Linked DNA regions of Mus musculus: all the other regions are linked to region 1. A link is a contact called in public promoter capture Hi-C data. All regions are on one chromosome and are shown on one strand. Each heading gives the region's core, a stretch centred on a gene start, on an enhancer-like site or on the middle of the called end of the contact. The rest is flanking DNA. Distances are from core to core; before and after follow the strand shown. Region 1 holds the start of Tomm22 (translocase of outer mitochondrial membrane 22). Region 2 holds the start of Rbx1 (ring-box 1). Region 3 holds the start of Xpnpep3 (X-prolyl aminopeptidase 3, mitochondrial). Region 4 holds the start of Tnrc6b (trinucleotide repeat containing 6b). Region 5 holds the start of Fam83f (family with sequence similarity 83, member F).

Evidence for each region. Promoter capture Hi-C pulls out the DNA fragments that hold promoters and counts their contacts. Capture Hi-C pulls out chosen DNA fragments and counts their contacts.
Region 2: a contact with region 1 is called in a promoter capture Hi-C map of liver, with 2.7 times the contacts expected there. The contact joins the promoter of Rbx1 here to the promoter of Tomm22 in region 1. A contact is called at or near these places in 2 of 39 promoter capture datasets (liver and pre-B cells) and 1 of 115 datasets of contacts at active chromatin or transcription factors (astrocytes).
Region 3: a promoter capture Hi-C map of adipose tissue shows a contact between it and region 1, with 4 times the contacts expected there. The contact joins the promoter of Xpnpep3 here to the promoter of Tomm22 in region 1. A contact is called at or near these places in 5 of 39 promoter capture datasets (erythroid cells, hippocampal neurons, liver and 1 more), 3 of 115 datasets of contacts at active chromatin or transcription factors (astrocytes, pancreatic cancer cells and thymic regulatory T cells) and 2 of 9 other capture datasets (adipose tissue and liver).
Region 4: a contact with region 1 is called in a promoter capture Hi-C map of liver, with 4 times the contacts expected there. The contact joins the promoter of Tnrc6b here to the promoter of Tomm22 in region 1. A contact is called at or near these places in 6 of 39 promoter capture datasets (the 3T3-L1 cell line, 3T3-L1-derived adipocytes, hippocampal neurons and 2 more) and 2 of 115 datasets of contacts at active chromatin or transcription factors (large pre-B cells and pancreatic cancer cells).
Region 5: a promoter capture Hi-C map of liver shows a contact between it and region 1, with 2.7 times the contacts expected there. The contact joins the promoter of Fam83f here to the promoter of Tomm22 in region 1. A contact is called at or near these places in 2 of 39 promoter capture datasets (both in liver).

The regions. Positions count from the first base shown.
Region 1 is chr15:79,669,611-79,672,124 of GRCm38.p6, forward strand. It overlaps Tomm22 (translocase of outer mitochondrial membrane 22), which reads left to right and starts at 1,258. Exons shown (of 4, transcript NM_172609.3): 1 at 1,258-1,398; 2 at 1,563-1,681; 3 at 2,287-2,404. The coding sequence starts at 1,282.
Region 2 is chr15:81,465,055-81,467,568 of GRCm38.p6, forward strand. Rbx1 (ring-box 1) reads left to right here and starts at 1,262. Exons shown (of 5, transcript NM_019712.3): 1 at 1,262-1,396. The coding sequence starts at 1,319.
Region 3 is chr15:81,398,878-81,401,391 of GRCm38.p6, forward strand. Xpnpep3 (X-prolyl aminopeptidase 3, mitochondrial) reads left to right here and starts at 1,261. Exons shown (of 10, transcript NM_001347075.1): 1 at 1,261-1,410. The coding sequence starts at 1,347. St13 (suppression of tumorigenicity 13) reads right to left here and starts at 817. Exons shown (of 12, transcript NM_133726.2): 1 at 608-817. The coding sequence starts at 717.
Region 4 is chr15:80,710,054-80,712,567 of GRCm38.p6, forward strand. It overlaps Tnrc6b (trinucleotide repeat containing 6b), which reads left to right and starts at 1,260. Exons shown (of 25, transcript NM_144812.3): 1 at 1,260-1,435.
Region 5 is chr15:80,670,592-80,673,105 of GRCm38.p6, forward strand. It overlaps Fam83f (family with sequence similarity 83, member F), which reads left to right and starts at 1,256. Exons shown (of 5, transcript NM_145986.2): 1 at 1,256-1,796. The coding sequence starts at 1,326.

The DNA of each region.
Region 1 (2,514 bases), core at 8-2,507:
AGGACAGCCAAGCCTGGAACTTAAAAAAAAAAAAAGTAATAATAATAGATCATGTTTGTGGCTCAGTTGGTAGAATAAAGGCCTGGTTTTGATTCCTGTGTGGTGACACACCTGTGGCCTTAGTTCGAGGTGGAGGCAGGAGGATCAGAAACTCAAGGTCATCCACAAAATGAGTTCAAGGCTAGCCTGGGCTACATGAAACCGTGCTTTTAATGTGTGTGTGGGCCCAGGGGTGGGGGGGAATGAAATGAATAAGTGGTTTAAAGATGCTTGCTGCTGCAGGGTGTGGTGGCCCACGCCTTTAATCCTAGCACTCGGGAGGCAGCGGCAGGCAGATTTCTGAGTTTGAGGCCAGTCTGGTCTACAAAGGACAGCCAGGGCTACACAGAGAAACCCTGTCTTGAAAAAAAAACCCAAAAAAATGCTTGCTGCTGAGTGTGAATTTGATCCCCAGGCCCCACGTGGTGGAAGAAAAGTGTTGTGAATATTCACCAGAGAAGACCGAGTAGACATGGGCTTTAAGCCATAGAAAATCTTTATTAGCCAGTGTTTAGGATCTCAGTATAGCCTAGCAAGCCTTTCTCAGAGTGAGCTTTTAAGCACACACTCGCACATACACACACACAACAAAAAACACGGAGTCAGTTGTGCTAAGGTCTGGGGCCCTGTTACAGAGAGGATCAACTGCAAGTGTCCTCTGACCTCCATAAGTACACATATTGCTCACTTGTGGTGGTGCACGCCTTTAATCCCCGTACTCGGGAGGCAGTAGCAAGTGGATCTCTGAGTCTACAGAGAGTTCCAGGACAGCCCAGGGCTATACAGAGAAACCTGGTCTCAAAAATTAAGCCGGGCGTGGTGGCGCAGGCCTTTAATCCCAGCACTCGGGAGGCAGAGGCAGTCGGATTTCTGAGTTCAAGGCCAGCCTGGTCTACAGAGTGAGTTCCAGGACAGCCAGGGCTACACAGAGAAACCCTGTCTCGAAAAACCAAAAAAAAAAAAAAAAAAAAATTAAATAAACAAAAACCAGATCTCTCTAAAATATGCAGTTTCGGAGCCAAGCCCAGACCCAACGGCACAGAATAGCTGAGAAGCACCCGCATCTCTCCCTGAACATACTCTTACAGTCAGTTGAAATTAAGAGGCTGGCGACACCAAGGGGGCGAGCTGGAGGAGACGCCAACGCTTTCTCTCTAGCCAGCCCGGCTCGCTTCCGGAAGACGCTCTGTCCAGGGGTGGGCCGCTTCGCCTGCTCTCTTCCGCTTCCGGTGTCCTACAGCCATGGCCGCCGCCGTCGCTGCAGCCGGCGCTGGGGAGCCTCTGTCCCCCGAGGAATTACTCCCGAAAGCCGAGGCAGAGAAAGCCGAGGAGGAGCTGGAAGAAGACGACGACGACGAGGTGCTAGGGCTGGCGGGGAGCGGGGCGAGGGCGGGCGGTTGGGGCGTGGACGCCGCGAGCCGAGAGGGCGGCTTCTCCGCGCGGCACGGAAGGGCCAGGCCCGGGGCTCGGCGGTTGCGGTGCTGCTGCCGCTTCACCGACGACCCACGCCTCCTCCACCACAGCTAGACGAGACCCTGTCGGAGAGACTCTGGGGTCTGACGGAGATGTTTCCCGAGAGGGTCCGGTCAGCCGCCGGAGCCACCTTTGACCTCTCGCTCTTCGTGGCTCAGAAGATGTACAGGTAAAAGGGCCGACGGAGAGCCACCGGGAGCGGGCATGGACGGGTGACGGGTGCTGTCAAAGGACAGCGGGCCTCGGGAGTCGCAGAGCAGAGTTTGAGTGACCTTGGATTCATTGTCATACCCCGAGTGTGGTTGGTCTTCTGCAGAAGGGAGTTCTTTTTTTTTTTTTAAAGATTTATTTATTTATTTATTATATGTAAGTACATTGTAGCTGTCTTCAGACACTCCAGAAGAGGGGGTCAGATCTTGTTACGGATGGTTGTGAGCCACCATGTGGTTGCTGGGATTTGAACTCTGCACCTTCGGAAGAGCAGTCGGGTGCTCTAACCCACTGAGCCATCTCACCAGCCCCAGAAGGGAGTTCTTAACCTGGCGGGGTCGTTATGAGACTAAGGTTACGTATATACGAGGCTTATAAGAATGCACTGTATCGCTAGGTAATTACTGCTCCTCTTGCCTCTGCCAGGACTCTGGGGGCAAGGAATTGGTAGGGTACGCTTTTAGAAGATCGAGGGCGGTACTGCACGTCCTGTTCCAGGTTCGGTCCTAGCCGGAGTGCCGGCTTTCCTTTTCATGACGCCTCATCCACTCTTTCCCTCTGCAGATTTTCCAGGGCAGCTTTGTGGATTGGGACCACTTCCTTCATGATCCTGGTTCTTCCCGTTGTCTTTGAGACAGAAAAGTTGCAGATGGAGCAACAGCAGCAACTGCAGCAACGGCAGGTGAGCACATGTTCTTCTTGGCGGTGGGCCAACCGCAGAGCCCCAGGAGATTGGCACTTAACCCCAAGTGGGAGCAGGTCCCTGTACTTTCAGGTACTTGGCAGTGTAGA
Region 2 (2,514 bases), core at 12-2,511, 1.8 Mb after region 1:
TGGGAGGTAGAACTTGGGCAGACACACACACACCTTGCAGGGCTCTCACAAGTCTCTGTGCAAGTTAAAACTGTGGTGGTATTCAGGATGTATTGCCCTGCTTAGCAAGTGCATCAATGACACACCGCATTACACACCAGCAAGTATTTCTTTTAACAGAACATTTCAGGACAGGCAGTGGTGGCGCATGCCTTTAATCCCAGCACTTGGGAAGCAGAAGCAGGCAGATTTCTGAGTTCGAAGCCGGCCTAGGTCCAGTCCTGAGTTCCAGGACAGCCAGGGCTACACAGAGAAAAACCCTTTCTGGGGGGGGGGAGGGGCACATTTCCGGTAAAACCCTTTTTGTTGTACTGTTGAGGGAACTAGAACACACAGGAAATTCAAGGGTGATGTATTCTAGTCATAACTCCGCAAATTTAGGAGACAAAACAGCGGAGGGCTGGACTAATCATGGAAGCTTACAAAACGTATGTGTTCTGTAGCTCGATGGTAATGACCGGTAAGAAAATCAGAATGCCTCACCAGAACTCAAGTTCAGCCACTACAAATGTACTAATTTAATCGTAGCACAGTAGCAAAACTCGATAGGAAATGAGGAGAAAGGAGGACCATTTAGAACTGGCTGGTTATGGGATTTACTATGGCATCCCCATCACCTTTCCTGTGAGAAGATAAAGGCAAAGTTGCAGAATGCCTGCTCTGTTTGCTCCTGGGCCTCTTCTCTCCCTATCAAATAATTTCCCAATCTGAAATTGATAACGCAGACGGTGACCAGGCCTTGGTAAGCCGGGCCACAGGCCTCCAGAGAGACACCGCCTGGCTCCGAAGCCGACCACGGTCAGCAGAAGGCCGGTTTGGAGTTTCGGGTTTCCAAAGACCAGCCCATGCCCTTTGCAACCACGGACTCGGGGGCAGCTCTGTGGATCTGGACCAGGGCTTAAGTCCTGGGGCAGAAGAAGGAAGCAGCCGCCGCCCCAAATGAAGGAGTCAGACCACAGGGCTTCCCAGAATGCGAGAAGCATCGAGACCTCACGGACGTTCCCACCGGTTGGCTCCCTTCTCTCGGCCCCGCCCGGCCCCGCCCGGCCCCGCCTCAATCACTCCAGCCTCCTCCCCAGCTGAGAGAGATGGGGAGGAGGGGGGCGGGAAACCTCCGCCTGCGCCTTTAAGGGGCGTGACCGCAGGCTCCGCCCCTTCTCCACGCTCGCGCCAATGAGGGGAGGGGTGCGGGAGGAGGCGCCTGGTGTGCGGGGCAGGCGGCGGAAAGTGAGCCGGTGCGCAGGCGCAGTGGTCACACGACAGACTGTGTGTTTCCAAAATGGCGGCGGCGATGGATGTGGATACCCCCAGCGGCACCAACAGCGGCGCGGGCAAGAAGCGCTTTGAAGTTAAAAAGGTTGGGCTCGCCAGCGCCTTCCTCAAGGAAGCTAGGGAGGCGCGGATATGGCTGGCAGGCCCGAGGAAGAGCTAGGCGCGGGGGAAAGGGCTTCATTTCAGGGCGTTCCTGGGACCGGGCACCAAGAACGGAAGCCGGGGGGCGGGCCTAGGGTTGATCGGCATGCTGGTGGCCCAGTGTCTGGGGCCCTATTAGTCTTGCTGGGGAAGCTGTGGGGCCAATCGCAGAGCTGCTTACTGAAATACGCGAGGTTGACTTCGATGCGGGAGCCAAGCGCTTGAGCTGTCACTGAAGTGACTGAGAGGTGGGGGAAGGACAGGGTGGGGTGGGTGGGATGCAGACTCGTGAAGAGACTGCGGCGGGTGGAGGATGGGGCCGTGCGGAGAACCCCGGGAACGTGAGATGACAGCGCAGAGGGGCTCTGCCGGTGTTCTTGCTCCGCCCCTTCCTGGATCCTAGAATCTATTGACTCCGAGGGACCTGGCGTGGGCCCTCGATTGTATGGCGGCCTCCATTGGCCTCTAAACCCACAGTCAAGTGTAAAGCTTGGTTCTAACGAGATGGCTACTAGTTGTCACATAGCATCTGCCACTCCAGTGGTTCTCTGATGTCCCTGTACACTTCTAACACAAAATGATAATTTAAAAGCCTGGTGGGCTTTGTTTTAAAAGCAAGCCCAGAACTTGTGCCATTTAAGAAGGTGGAGTACTAATTGCTAATGACCTGAGAACAGAAAAACAAAAATATGAAACGTCCTTTTGTATGCCGTTCCCCTTCATAGTTTGCTAGTCCTTTAAAAGTGTTGATTCCTACCTAAGATTACACAGATCTGTTAAAAATGAAGATCTTGAAGAGGGCAAGGTGTTTTCTTTTTATGGATTATTTTTGGAACGTGTCGCTGAGAATATCCCTCACCCCACCCCCTTTTTGTGTCATCTCATTGTGGCCACTGCTGCTCAGTTACAGCCTGCAGCCATTATGAAAAATAAAAATGTAATGTAGAATTTACTAAACTCTTATGCTTGAATTTGGAAAGTCAAACCAAAGTAGTCCTTGAAAAGGGTGCCTTGTCTAACATAAGAAGTCTTAGGTCGACTTACTGGAGCTAACAAAGTAAT
Region 3 (2,514 bases), core at 11-2,510, 1.7 Mb after region 1:
ATTCCCCAGTAATACTGTTTCCCAGCAGCTGGCACAACAATCATAGTACGCAGGCGAAATACTCTCCAGTTAGTCCTGCAAGCACACTGGTCTTTGAAGGAAAAAAAAAAATTCCTAAAGTAGCTGAAGTGACAGCGCTACAACTAACGTGGGTATAAATAATTCCCAACAAAATTCCATGCAATTAAAATCGTTGTAAGGCCAAGTACAGATAACTGAAGTTATAGAATAAATAAGTTACCACTATTAATATTTTAAACGACACATGGGTCAATGCGACTTAAACAAGACGCCAGGTTCAAGAAAAACAATCCCTTAGTAAAAGCTTTGTCTTCGTTCGCGCATTATTTCCACTGCTCAAATATTCACAACCCAAACACACCCCCATAAAGACTTAACTGCGGGGGGTGGGGGGGAACCAACTCTAACCTCTGCTTTTCCACCCCTAAGTTGCCCAACGCTCCAGATCCCTCCGAGAACCTCTCGAAGCCACTAAGAGCCACGAAGGGGCCTAGAACCGCTCCCCTCCTCCCTACGCCAGCTCGGGGCCCACTCCCCAACCCCCAACTTTCCGTCCCCAACGGTCCACGGGGCCCAGGGCTCTCACCTCTCCACCCACTCCCTCAGGAAGCGCATTTCCTCGGTGTGCAGGACGCTCGGGTCCTGCCTACACATCTTCACGAAGGCCCGAAGCTCGCTCACTTTGCGGGGATCCATGGTGGGAGGCTGGAAGCTGAAGGCGGTGGGCGGCTGCGGAGGCACGATGCCAGGCCCGGGAGCGGCTCAACGTGACCAAGTGGAAGGGGGCGGCTGCCGCGAGGCAGAACAGACTAGAACCTCCCCGGCCGCTGGCTCCTCCCCCCCAACGGCCTCGTGACCCCGGGCCTTCGCTCGCTCATTCCCACTCCTACCTCTGGACCTGTGCTCCGCCTAGAACCTTCTAGAAGTGTAGCTGCCCGTGACAATGCCTGCTTCGATCGGCGAACAGTCTCACTCGGATTCTTTCCTCTGACCTAATTCCCCGGGATGGATGAAGGACCTTGTGTCTGTGCGCTTTCAAGCGGGACATAGGGAGACATTTGGAATAAGATATTTCTTCTGTGAAGATGGGCATTAAGCAGAACGAGACGCCGCATGGAGGAGGGGGGAAAATAAATAAATGCCCGTGGGGCCGGCGCGCCCAAAACCTAGCCGAGTGACGTCACTGCTCTGCGCCGCCCCGGGAAGAAAGCCCGCGAGCCGCGCCTGCCGGAAGGGGCCGAGCAGTTGACTGGTTTCCTGGCGACGCGGCTGTGCTAGTGGCTTTCCCCAGAGTTTGTACTTTTCCTGACCAGTGGTTACAGGCCATGCCGTCTCTGCTCTCAACCCCCAAGCTGGCTCCCGTTCTAGCAAGGCTCCGCGGCCTCTCAGGTTAGAGTCTTTCCTGCCGGCGTCCCCTTCAGGTTCTTCCTTTGGAGAAAGCCTAAAGCAGCCCAAAGAGCTACAAGTTGATGATCCGTGGTTCTTCACCAATCGGCACCTGATCCCCCCTCACCACCCACGGATTTTTCTTTTGATCGATTGCTCTGGGAAAGAGTGGGCTTTAGGTTCTGTTATTCTGGGAAAGCTGGAGTGACTGAAGAGGAGGGAACTCCAAGGGATTGTCTTCAAAGTTACTCGAATTCTAAATTGGTAGCTTTTATCATCACACTTGACTAAATTGTTTAATGTCAAGTAGCGTGTGTGTGTGTGTTAGGTCAGGGTAAATCTTTCGCCTTTTCATAGGTTTCATCGGAGAGCTAGCTCAAAAGATAGAGCCGGGCTGTGGTGGCGCACGCCTTTAATCCCAGCACTTGGGAGGCAGAGGCAGGCGGATTTCTGAGTTCGAGGCCAGCCTGATCCAAATACAGAGTGAGTTCCAGGACAGCCAGGACTATACAGAGAAACCCTGTCTCGAAAAGAGAGAGAGAGAGAGAGAGAGAGAGAGAAAGAGAGAGAAGAAACACGTCTAGAAACAAATGCTTTGTGCAATTCAGTTTGTAAAGAACTAAGCGAGGGACGTGCCTAAGTCTTACATAAACAGTCAAGGTGATAGAGCACGGAGAATGTGAACCCTCCGTGTACAATATGGTGAGCAATTAACCTAACATAAAATTTTATACTGGAGAGTGAGTCACCTACTTTGTAAGGAGACCTAATGTTGGATTATACTTCAGACGAGGTGTGCAAAATCTGAACCAGAAAATAGGGTATTTGACATTAAAATTGATCTTGATATTTGCATGTGATACTTGGATTCGCTATTTAAAACTGCACCATTGCACGGAGCCTATTCTGTAATCCTGGTAGTTAAGATGTGCCTTTAACGGAAATGAATGAAAATGTGGCAGGCCACAGACTGTGACTAGACTAGAACCAGCTTTTTGTTTCGGATCGTTGACTTTCTTGTAGCTTCGTGTAAATCCTGACTTGATCCAGCTTTAGGACTAAAACACATTAAAAAAATCTAGTAAATATATTATAGTTTGTTTCTGA
Region 4 (2,514 bases), core at 10-2,509, 1.0 Mb after region 1:
TCAAAGGAACAAGCTAAAGATGGTCAGAGGTGTGTATGAGTGTTGCTTGGGCACATAAGTATGGTAAAAAAATGACCATTTACAAAGACAAAGAAACAGAATATAGATTTTATACGTGCTTCTTGTCAGGAAAAATATACTGTTTAACTTAGAACAGGGAAGAATGGTGCCTAGGAGGATATGATGACAATCTTTCTAAAGTTAGTCTCCAATAATGTTAATGACAAGGTTTCTAATTGCCAGAAACTGAGTAATTTAGGTTCTGAAGGAAACAGTTTTAAGATACTGGGTTGACGGACGGATACTATTCAGAGATACTAAGGCATGTATAGAAACGAGTCAGACAGGCCTAGAAACCACCTTATGTCCCAAAACTTCTTTCTAAATGGGTGACCTTGGATAAGTCTCTTAACCTCTTTTGGCTTTGCTTCCTGTAAAATTACTGTTTAATCAGAATAGTTTCTGTAAAGAATTGGGGACCGTATTTGGAATAAAATACAATAAATGATAGTAGTTATCACTGTCAACTTTCAATGACTAAAGATGCCCCGCTCCTCAGCCAAAACGTAGTGTGGAGAATCCGGATCTGACGGACAACACGGAAGTGCCCAATAAGAGGCCGGGGTAGGGGGGTGGGGGAAACAGTGGAATCAAACCAATGGCATGGGCCCTTGTTGTTGGCCGCTTTCTGGCTGATCCACCAATAGCTTAAGGATGTGACTTGGGAGCGACACCCTGACAGTCCAATGACGCACAACCAACCCACACTCAGCAATTCGGAGGGGATAAATCAAGGAGCCTGCACGTATAGATTCCGTTATTAGTGCAGTCTCGAATGGTGAAAGGAGCTTGGGGGAAACAGCCCCTGAGAGAGGCATTAGTGAGCTAAAAAAGGGGGAAGAGATGACTGCGCTAGGTGATCTCGGCCGCCATCATGCTCTAGTTTCCCCTTCGTCTCTCTGGGTCCGCGACCGAGGAAGCGGCCTCTGGGATGCTGAGGGGGTGTGTCCCCTCATGATTGGCGCAGGCCGCTCAGCCAATCCCAGCTCGGCAAACGGGAAGCACTTAGCCAATGAGGGGAGACGGCAGCGGCGAGGACTTAAGGGAGGAGGACCAGCGGCTTGACGGGCACGAAAGCTAACCAGTGAAAGCTAGAGGCATCCTGCCTGCGGCCAATGGAGTGGGGCTGTGGGCGGGCGCCAGAGTGTTTGTGTTGTGGTTTTGGGGGAGGGAGGCGGAGGGGAAAGTTTGTTTATTTTGTTTTTAGTTTCTGGGGTCCCCGAGCTTCGGCAAGGTGAAGCGAGCGACCGTGACCCCCCTCGCCTCTCAGCCTCCCCGCGACGACGCCTCCACAGCTTGCGGAGGAGCGGAGACCGCGGTCACCGCTGGGCTCCACAGCGGAACGCCGCGCACTCGGAGCCGGCGCGGCTCAGCGGTGAGTGAGGATCGTGGGCCGCGCGGGCCTGCTCCTTTCTCGGGAGCCGCCAGGCGGAGCGGAGCGGGGCGACCCAGGGTGGGCGACTGAGGACGCCCTCGGGGGCGCGCGGCACGGCCCGCTGAGGTGCAGCGTGTGCGTGTCCTCGCGCGCGCGCGCGCGCGACGGGAGCGAGCCGGGCGGGAGGGGCGGGTTGGGGGGGGCGGGTGGAGAGAGCGCGCGCGACCCGAGTGGGCCGCGGCGGGCCGGGGCGCTTGCCCGGGGCGCGCTGTGGGATCGCAATGTGCAGACGTGAGGCGGGGGAGGGGTGTGTGAGGGACGCGCGGTCACGTCGGTCGCGAGGGCCTTGGTGTCCCCAAGTATTGGGGCCGGGACAGACCGGCGTCACGCGCCTGCAGGTGTGAGCGGAGGAAAGGGCTTCCGGGTGGGCCGGTGGCTGTCCGAGCGCTTCGTGTCGCCTAGGGCCCTCTGAGCTGCAAATGCCAGGCGGTGGGGCGCGAGCATCCGGTGTCCCCGCGCGGCGGGCGTGCAGGCTTATGTGCTGGACCCCGATAGCGAGGTTCCACGGGCATCCCGCGAGAGCTGCGTGCGGTCGGGGGTGGGGTGCTGTGGCGAGGCGATGCTCACTTTGGATGAGGAAACAGACGAGGGGCGAGGGGCGGAGGGATGACAGATTTGGAAAGAGCCTTGGGAAGGGTTTGCTACCTAATGCTGGTAAGGTGCCCTTTAATTCCAAACTAACGGATTTGTTAGTCCATGATGGCTAAATAAATATCTGGTCCAGTGAAATTCACTACAGTGGCTATCACGACACCCAAGAACAGCAGCCGTCTCATCCATCCTTAGTCTTGGACGCAGGTCACCCGTCTGAGACTTTGAGCTTCAAGCTTTCTCCTGTGTCTTTGGGCTGCTTGGATTCTGAATAAAGAGTACCAACCAAGACTCCGTGAATAAAAACATCATTTGTACCTCCTTCACAGTTAAACATAGCAGTAAGCTGTACAAAAATCACACATCCTAGCCTTTTGTGAAATGTTTCTCTTCGCTTGTGGGAGATTTCAGTTCTTGACTTTAAAACT
Region 5 (2,514 bases), core at 6-2,505, 1.0 Mb after region 1:
AGAGAGAGAGAGATGCCTATTGACTCCTTCATACACACCCCTAATAACCCCAATAACCTCTGTTTCTTTATAAGAACAAGCAAAGGAGGCCACATGTTGGGAAAGGACCTCCCTCACCGCAGAGAGCATAGCAGTTCCTTTGCTTAGCCGCTCCTTTCTCGGGAGATATAGAAAAGCATTTATTTCTAGGCCTCAATTTCCTCGTTTGTGAAATGAGGGGGTTGGACTCATTTCTAAAGCTCCTTCCAGCTCCAAGTCGCTGTGCTACAAAATGAGAGAAATGTGAACCTTTGGTTGCTATGATCTGAAAATATTTTGAATGTGGAGAATCAAAATTGTACAGCAGCACACGAACAAAATAATATGTTAATGACTAAGAAGATTGTATTTAATCCAATGGGAAACAGCAGATCCTCTGGTGGTGATGGTGGTGGTGTGCACGCGCGTGTCTGTGCTCAGCTTCCTTCCTTGGGCTCAAACATGTATTTTGAATCGCTAATATAGTAATCAGGCCTCTGGCAGCCTATCAGGCCCAAACACACGCACACACCACTTCAAATTAAAATGAGGGGCAAATCCACTGCCTCCTGCTTACATCTTTGCTATTTGGGTGATTCTTTTAGGAGAAAAAAATTTTGTAGTGACGGTGTTGGTGTTGAATTGACAGCCCCTGGAGGCCTCTGATCTCAGAACTGGGACGCGTGGGCGGGAGAACTAGGGATTTCATTAGCATCTTTGCTTTCCCACACAGACTGCCCCCTACACAGTCCGACGATCTAGCCCAACAGCACACACACTTGGACCCTGAAGGCCGGAGTGGGTCAGGATGCTACTAAATTCCGCAGGCGTCCGGACTAGAACACGTGCTCTGGGCCCTGCCTGCGGGAAGATGAGGCTGTACCCGCGGGGCTGAGTCCCGAGGGTGCTGGAGGCGTAAAGGGGTCAGGTCGCCGACCTTCCCTGCACTGATGGGTCGCAGCTGGGAGGCGGGCGTGACTCAAAGGCCGCACGTGCCTCTGACCACAGCCGGGCTTTCACTTCCACGCCGACACTCTGCACCCCAGCCGGGCTAAGTAGGCCAGAGACGCAGGGCGTCGGCTGAGCCGCCCGTGAGGTCCCCGCAAGCCCTGCAGAGGCGGCGGTCCCTCTCCGCCCGACGGCCGCGCCCGCACCGGGGCCCGCGCCGATTGGCCGACTGGCGATCGCTGGGCGGGCCGAGGCGGACCTCGCGGCCAGGTGAGGCGCCCCGCCCCTCGAGCGCTCCAGGTGCGGCGGTGGGGACAGCAGGGTCCGAGCCTGGGGCCCCGGGACAGGGCTGGGGCGCCATGGCCGAGTCCCAACTGAGCTGCCTGGACGAGGCGCACGTGAACGAGAGGGTGACCGAGGCACATGCAGCTTTCTACTACTGCGAGAGGCGGCGGGCCGCGCTGGAGGCGCTGCTGGGTGGAGGCGAGCAGGCCTACCGCGAACTGGTCAAGAAGGAGCGGCTGCGGGACTTCCTCTCCAGCCAGGAGCGCCAGGCCCTCTGCGCCGCCTGGAGCCCCTACGAGGAGGCAGTCTCCAGCACCCGTGCCAAGGCTAAGGCCAAGGCCAAGGTCCCGGCCCAGCCCACTGAGTCCCTGGCCTACTGGCCAGACCGCTCGGACACCGAAGTGCCCCCACTGGACCTGGGGTGGACAGACACCAACTTCTACCGCGGTGTGAGCCGAGTCACGCTCTTCACCCACCCGCCCAAAGAAGAGAAGGCACCGCACCTGAAGCAGGTGGTCAGGCAGATGATCCAGCAGGCCCAGAAGGTAGGCCTCGGGCCCCAGTCCTGCACCAGAGGGACCCCCCACACACACACACACTCCCCTGCCTGGTCTCACTTGCGGGCCACTCTCACCATCCTCTGGGAAATGGACCCCCGCTGGCGCTCACCTTGTGCAGCTGTGATGAGACCTTTTGAAAGATGGATGTGTAAGTTCGTGGCAAAGCACTGGTTTTTCTTACTACAGTGTCTAGGTGCGCTAGCCTTGTGTTGGTATACCTCTGTCACCATCCATCTTCCTTGGGCAGTGTGACAGTTGTGAGGCCCTGTGCTAAACTAGCCACTCAAAGGGCTTGATCATGAACTATCACCAGGGATTTATTTACAAGGCGTATCCTCGGCCGTTTCCCTATTTGATCTTCACAATCGCATGAAGTTGGTAATAGCCTCCCTTCCCCTCTGGGCCAGATGAGCTTTTCTTAGGAGCCTTTCTCCCCCAAACAACCCGACTTTCCCATTATCATCCTCTCCTGGGCTTGGCACTAGAGCCCAAGCAGGCTCAAATGAATGAGGAACGCTATTTTAAGCTCTAGCAGTGGCTTGGCCCAGTGTTGGGTGCTCCCACAAAGCACTGGACCAAGCTCAGGAAGAGGCTCCTACTTTGCCCATCTGCTCTGCTTGGGTGTTGAGAGATGTTTCCAAGGAGCCTGGTTAGAATACCAGTTGGACAGCTGGCTGTGGGGTAGGTGAAAGACTAATCTTTT